Linked DNA regions of Mus musculus: region 2 is linked to region 1. The links are chromatin contacts, called in public HiChIP or PLAC-seq maps. All regions are on one chromosome and are shown on one strand. Each heading gives the region's core, a stretch centred on a gene start, on an enhancer-like site or on the middle of the called end of the contact. The rest is flanking DNA. Distances are from core to core; before and after follow the strand shown.

Region 1 (3,389 bases), core at 881-3,380:
CAGTGCTCTTTTTTTTTTAATGTAAAGTTCAGAAACAAACAAATGTTAGTATTTTTTTATGTCTCATGTCAGTCACATGGGTATGATTCTTTCACTATTTTTTAAGTATAATTTCGGTTCTCAACATTGAAACAAATGACAACAACAACAACAAAACCAGGAAAATTAGGAAAATATTCATTAAGAATGGAGTGTGTCCAGCAGTGCCGGGCTTGGGTTTCTTCTTGTGGAGTGGACCTTAAGTCACATCAGACACTTTTTGGCTCCTCCCACAAGTTCTGTGACACCATTGCTCTAATATACTATGCAGGCAGGACAGACTGTAGGTCAGAGGTTTTATGGGTGTCTATGTTTCTTTTTTACTAGCCTACAGAGAGAGTACCTTTCCACATCAAAGAGACTAGAACATAGGGGTGAAGGCTCCATGCAGGAACCAGTCCAACCTTTCCATAGCCAATGAGTTATGTGGTATTGTCCTCCACAATGAGACCCTGCTGTCTGTTTGTCTTAGCAGAATCCTGGGTTCTTTGGAACCTTCTATAGGACCCTCTTAGCCAGCAACTCAAATGAATACAACCCAGTACAATTACTGGAAGCCTTGCCTGGTGACAAGAGATGGCCAGCTGAGACTGTATCCTCTATTGCTAGGAATCCTCATTACATTTGACTTCAGACATTCTAGGAAGTTTCCACCATATTAGATTTCCATACTATCTCCCCCCAATACCTTCCAGCTCTATCCATCTGTTCCTATATTCTCTCCCTCTACCTCAGAAACCAGAAACTAGATAGCCCATGGAAAACCAAACACTACTAGTCTTAAAAATCAATAAAATGCCTCTTACTGATTTTCTGCTATACTCAGAGATCAGTGCCTTATTCAGTCATCATCAGAGAATCTTCCTCTGACAGAAGAGTGGAACAGATGCAGAGACCCACAGCCAGAAATTATGAGTGGAGAGTCTAAATGGGAGGTTTCCATTAAATCCTCCCCCCTCAGAGCTTAGGAAATCCCTTGGAAGAGGAAGCAGAAAAAATTGTGAGAGCCAGAGGGACTGGAGGATACCAGGAGAATAAGACCCTCTGAATCAACTAAGCAAGGTGCATATGAGCTCACAGAGACAGCAGTCACAGTGCCTACATGGCTCTGCACCAGATCCTCTGTATATATTATAGCTATTAGCTTAGGATTTTTAAGGGACTCCTGACTATGAGAATGAGTGAGTCTCTGACTCTTGTGTCTGCTTTTGGGGCTCTGCCCCTCCTATTGGATTGCCTTCTCCACCTTCAATATGATAGTTTTTGCTTCATCTCATTACAGATTATTTCATCAGGTCTGGTTGTTATCTCTTTGAAGTCTGTCTTTTCTCATGACAGAGAGGGAGTGGATCAGGATGGGAGGAGAGGTGAGGAGAAACTGGAAGGAATAGAGGAAAGGGAAACTATGATTAGGATATGCTGTATGAGAAAAGAATATTTTCAATAAAAAGTAAAAAAAAAATGGAATATGTCAGCACAGTTAAGAATACAGACTTCAAGATTTACCAGATTTGAAGCCCATTCTGCCAACTTAAATGTTAAAATGAGATAGGTGTCTCTGTACATTGTAGGACCTAAACAACACTGTATTAGACAACACTGTGTTGATGTCTGTTGTGAGTCTTTAGAAGGACTATTTAATATTCAGAATTTCTCAGATTTATTTCACCACGGGATAAGAGTCTGGAAGAACATGCCTGATAAAGCCAGCATTTTCACATAATACATACTTAACTGCTAGATTTAAATCATCATTTGTCTTCAGGTTGGAAGAAAGCCTTCCTTCATATCCCCCCTATTTAACCAGTGTTTTGTGCTTTTTCTAACACAGCTGATTCTACATTCCCATGACCCAGGCAGAGTTTCCATCCCTCTGGTCCTTGGTAGAGCTGATGCTGAGACTGAGACAGGTTTCCTGGGAGTCCTGAAGGTCATAAGACAGAAAGAGCCTCTTTCAAGTCTAACATGGCTCATAAAGCATGGGGAATTCCCAAAATCGTTTAGAAAATTCCATTTAGTCTTGACATGTTGTGTCCAGCTTTAGGTAATACATATAAAATGCCTGATGTGGCATTTTCACTTCCTTCTCTGTTACCCAGAATTCTATTTTTATTGCAGTGTGTTTAGTAGTCACACATATATCAACATGAAGATCTACTGGTTTAAAGTTCCCCAAAGAGTAACTTAAACTATGGCTCACATCATGCAACAAATGATTTCTCCACTCCTTAGAGACTCCTACCAAGAAACCTTGGAAGATGTCACAAGTGTCACACCCAAAACCTGGCTTTCTTCCTACCGCTCCCGATCATAAAGCTCCATGAGGCAATGAAACTGATTTGAACTTCAGCTTGGCAATGTCACACCCATGTCACCTCACATCTTTCTAAACTATTTGTAAATCTGCAAGATTAAAAATAAAAGTATATCGGCAGGGTTATATTCATCCTATGTCAATATATATTGCTTTAGGTTATGGGTTCGAAGAAGGTTATTTCTTTTATATCACATCTTGGAATCCTTAATTCAGCATCACATATGTTTTTTTCTCATATTTTAATGCCATTGGAAAAATATAATTTTTGGACATCTTGAGAGTTTCTTACATTTAAATATTTATTATCATCCTCATTGATATTCCTTGAGGCTATGCGTCCTAGTTATATTCCTTCCATTTTGCCAACTGTATTCCACACCCATCAGCAAGAGCACTAAACTTGCATTTACTTGGTGACTATGCTTGCTTGCACCACCCTTTGTTCGCTAGTAAAGTTTTGAAACTCTTTAACCTCTTGTGGATTCAGGATGCTGCAGTTGAGACAGCAACCTACTTTCACAAGGTAGCTGAGAGGGTCAAATTAGGCGATGCATACAAAAGGTCTTTGTGTATCCTACCGATTTTGAACATTGCTCAGTGTCAGTTTGGTGTTGGCAAGTGGATTCCATCCATGTAGGACCCTCTTCACATTTCAAAGTGAAGGTTCCATTCAGTCTAAAACGAAGTTGTTTAAAACTAAGTTTTATATTATTTCAGTGAACTTAATTTGTTCTACTCAAGGCTGACATATTTCAGATAGGAGACTTGTATTTGCCTTGATTCTAATACTTAGCTTAGGTTTGGAGCAAGCTGTGATTTAAAGATTTAATTCCAGGTCCTGTGTCTGACCTTGGTCTTCATTTGCCCTTGAGTAAATACAGATCTCCTGGAGGGTGAGCTGTCCAGACAGAGAACAGTTGGTGACGGTTTACCTTGGATTTGAAACATTTCCCCAGTGATTTATGTCTCTGACATGGTCTCATTTCATATAACCCCAAATCCAGCCCTATTTGTTTCCCTTGGCCTCTTTGAA
Region 2 (3,465 bases), core at 811-3,310, 600 kb before region 1:
AACAGTTGATTTTTTTTTTTTTGGACAAGTATCCTACAGGTTTGCCCACCTGTCTGAAAGAAATGCATACCTGTGAGGTAGCTCACAGTGTTTCCAGTCACTCATTTAGTTACACATTATGTGTGGTAGGGAGCAATCTCTAGTTTAGAGTGTGTGGCAAGGTCTCTCCTATTGAGCCACAAGCTTGTTTTCAGGAAGCTTGGAAACCGACTAAGTAGCCATAAACAAAGAACTTGCTAAATACATAGATTAGCCAGAGAAAGTGGTGCTTCCAGCAAGAGCTACATGATGTCTTCTCTTTGAAGCCTAGTATCCCCGAGGCTCTTAAATCTCCAGGATACTTTATTATGTGGGCTAAAAGCAAGATGTGCAACAAAGCTTGCTATTTTTAGTTAGCAACAATGGAGAGAAAGAATACACACTTGTATCAGCTTGCCTGAAGATTAATCGGAAGCTGGATATGCTAGTGTGGTACTTTATCTCCGCACTCCAGGGGCAGAGGCAAGATACTGATTCAGGTCTGAGGGGGGACCTGAGATAGATAGGAAGACTTCAGCTTGTGAGTTCAAGGCCAGCCTGGTTTACATAGCAAGCGGCAGGACTGACAGGACAACATACTTGAGACACTGTCTCAAGAAAAGAAAACAAAAAAAGGAAATGTTAGCATGCACCAGGTCCTAGAGTAATCACCAGCCTCTCAAATAAAGAGACTCATAAAAAATGTTTGTTGCAGAGGGCCACTGAGGTCAGTAAGACATTATAAAAATATTACTGGCATATTTTCCCCCTGTGTTTTTAATATTTTAAACAAATTGGCTCTCTACCCTACTCTTAAATTTACAACATGAAATCAGACACCAGCTACTTGTAGAACGTTGGAGTCATATAACATGCGTGTGTGTGTGTGTGTGTGTGTGTGCATTGTGAGCCCATTTAATGCGAGCGCATCAAAACCAAGAATAAATAAAAGCCACCCTCACGGGATTAGGCCACACCCACATTCTCAAGCACAGCCAACCAGGCTTAATTTGGAGCGTGTCTTTTCCTTCTCTAGGTTCTGGGGTATCAGTTTATCCATATGGGCTTCCATCCACAACCTCTAGGCTACCTTCTTAAAGGGTGCCCTACCTTGGAAGTGTGCTTGTATCTCACACATGATCCTCCACACCAAAACTCCACAGTTTTGTTGGTTCTGGGTCCCAGCCAGGCCTTTTGTAAGGACTGTTTACGAGGAGTCTGGTTTTGCTCAATAGATTATGCAGCATTTAACCACCTATGTTGTTCCTCATGACCCTAATTCCTGCTCAATAAACAAGTGGCAGAAAATTGGGCTACCTGTAGAATTCAGACACTTTAAAGTGGGATCCAGAGTTGCAGAGTAAATGACATAAAAAGGTTGATCCGGTTTTTAATTTCAAAATCAAAAACACGGCAGGATGCGGCTTAATGTCTTTCATCACAGCGCTGGGGAGGCACAGGCAGGTGAATCCCTGTGAATCTGAAGCCGGCCTAGGCTACATAGCACGAGCCTGTCTTAAGGAAAAATTGAGTGTGGTGGCTTGTACTTATAATCTCAGCACATGAGAGGCAGGGGGAGGTGGATTACTGTCAGTTCAAGGCCAGCCTAGTCTCTATAGTGAAAGCCTATTGAGACAGGGTTACAGAATGAGACACAGCTTTCAAAATAAAAACAAAAGACCCAACACAAAGTAGTTAGTATTGTTACTTGAGGGAGAGAGGGGGGTGGGAGGGAGAGAGAGAGGGAGAGAGAGAGAGAGAGGGAGAGAGAGAGAGGGAGAGAGAGAGAGAGGGAGAGAGAGAGAGGGAGAGAGAGAGAGGGAGAGAGAGAGAGAGAGAGAGAGAGAGAGAATTCTTTAAAAAGTGACTTGCCCAAGGCTTTACAAGTAGGAAGACAGGCTGAACATTTACAACTATCTAAAACTAATTTCAATCGACCAATGGACGTGGTTAGGAACTCTCCCCTGCTGGCTTATACAATGCCTCCTTAAGCATTTCCCCATTGTCCTGCAAGCACAGCCTTACATGCTTGCGGTTAGAGTTTTTCCGGGCTCTTCTGGAGCCATTGTTGAGGAGTTCGGCTTACGACAGCTCTTTAGTGTGTTCTCGAAAGACTGAAATGTCAAGAGGTCTTTAAAGTGTAGCTCTCCTGTTTTCAAGTTGAGATGAAAGGTTGAACGTTAACAGCTAACCCAGTCCTGGCAGGAGTTTTTGCCTTTTTGGAAGCAGACAGAATTCCCTAGGCTGGCCTCTAACTCCGGATCCTCCTGCTTTAGCGCCTCCGTGTTGGGATTTACAGGCACAAGCTGTCTTTCTTAGCCACTCCTCCACTGCCTTTATTTTTATATTTATTTAGTTATTTATCATATATGGTGCCTACGCCAGTGAATGCCAGTGTATATACCCAGAGGCCTTATTCCATTGAGACACAGTCTCTCACTGAACCTGGCCTTAGACTTATAAGCCTCAGTCTGAACACGAATGATACACCTTGTGCTGGGCATCTACACTCCCAACTGAGCCATCAGCCCTGGCTTTAGATAATGGGAAATCACATGTATCTGCTGATAAAGAATCATTTGGCCATGCTTAGGAAAGTCATGCATGTGTTCTTTGTATTGTTCCAGCATTAAGTGATTGTTCACTGCCTTAGCAAAAATTTAGTTTGGAGTATGTTCCTCAGATTTCTTGGAATCATCCAAAGTTGGCTTAACATATATAAATGTAAACACAGGAAATGTGCTCATAATTGATTTCCCAGTTACACCTTGTTTTGGAATTACTGTGTGTATGATGGCTTCAACAGCTTCTAAACCATGGGCAAAGGAAACATTATTTACTCTCATCCAGCTGCTACCATGAATATCTCCTTAAGAAGACCAGTAAAGTGGATGAGGCCAGGGCAGGACCAAGCATTCTGGGAAGCCATGTGATGAAAGAATGAAGTGCTTGGGAATAAGAAAGGTGGGTCTCAGCTAGATTGGAAAGCAACTGGTCTGCCTTCTCACATTCCCAGTTTCTTGAATCAGGCACCCAGATATACCTATGTCGCCCAAATACATCCCTCAGTATCTGTGAAGGACTGGTTCCTAGACAGCCTCAGGTTGCAAGAATCTGAGGATACTGAAGTCAGTGGCTGCTCAATGTGTTGGGGTTTGCCTACAACCCCACACAGCATCCTGTATACTTTAAGTCATCTCTACATTACTTAGGATACAAGGTAAACACTATGAAAAAAGCCCGTGAACAATATTGTTTAGGGGATAGCGACAAGGGTATTCAGTACACATGCATTTCAAAATGTGTTTTGGATTCTTGCTTGGTTGAATCCCCGATTCAGTATATATGGCGATAGCTATGGGTGGTCAGCTTCTCTCCCTCTGACCTTGTGTGATGGTATCATTAGATTTGAGTTTGAACAGGAAAATAAAAAAAACTTACCCATAA

What was found. HiChIP or PLAC-seq counts read pairs in DNA pulled down with a chosen protein or histone mark.
Region 2: a contact with region 1 is called in an H3K4me3 HiChIP or PLAC-seq map of bone marrow-derived macrophages, with 4 times the contacts expected there. The contact joins two enhancer-like sites. A contact is called at or near these places in 1 of 39 promoter capture datasets (embryonic stem cells), 2 of 115 datasets of contacts at active chromatin or transcription factors (bone marrow-derived dendritic cells and bone marrow-derived macrophages) and 1 of 9 other capture datasets (macrophages).

The regions. Positions count from the first base shown.
Region 1 is chr10:87,752,407-87,755,795 of GRCm38.p6, reverse strand. No RefSeq gene overlaps it. Among named protein-coding and RNA genes, the nearest start is that of Gm30073, 44 kb to the left of the region's middle. Within about 2 kb of position 2,130, at least 10 of the 459 cell types and tissues checked have an H3K27ac peak or open chromatin away from gene starts, as enhancers often do. A contact at or near this core is called in bone marrow-derived macrophages, where this site is marked.
Region 2 is chr10:88,348,611-88,352,075 of GRCm38.p6, reverse strand. All of the region lies in intron 1 of Dram1 (DNA-damage regulated autophagy modulator 1), which reads left to right. Among named protein-coding and RNA genes, the nearest start is that of Dram1, 6.7 kb to the left of the region's middle. Within about 2 kb of position 2,060, at least 35 of the 459 cell types and tissues checked have an H3K27ac peak or open chromatin away from gene starts, as enhancers often do. A contact at or near this core is called in bone marrow-derived macrophages, where this site is marked.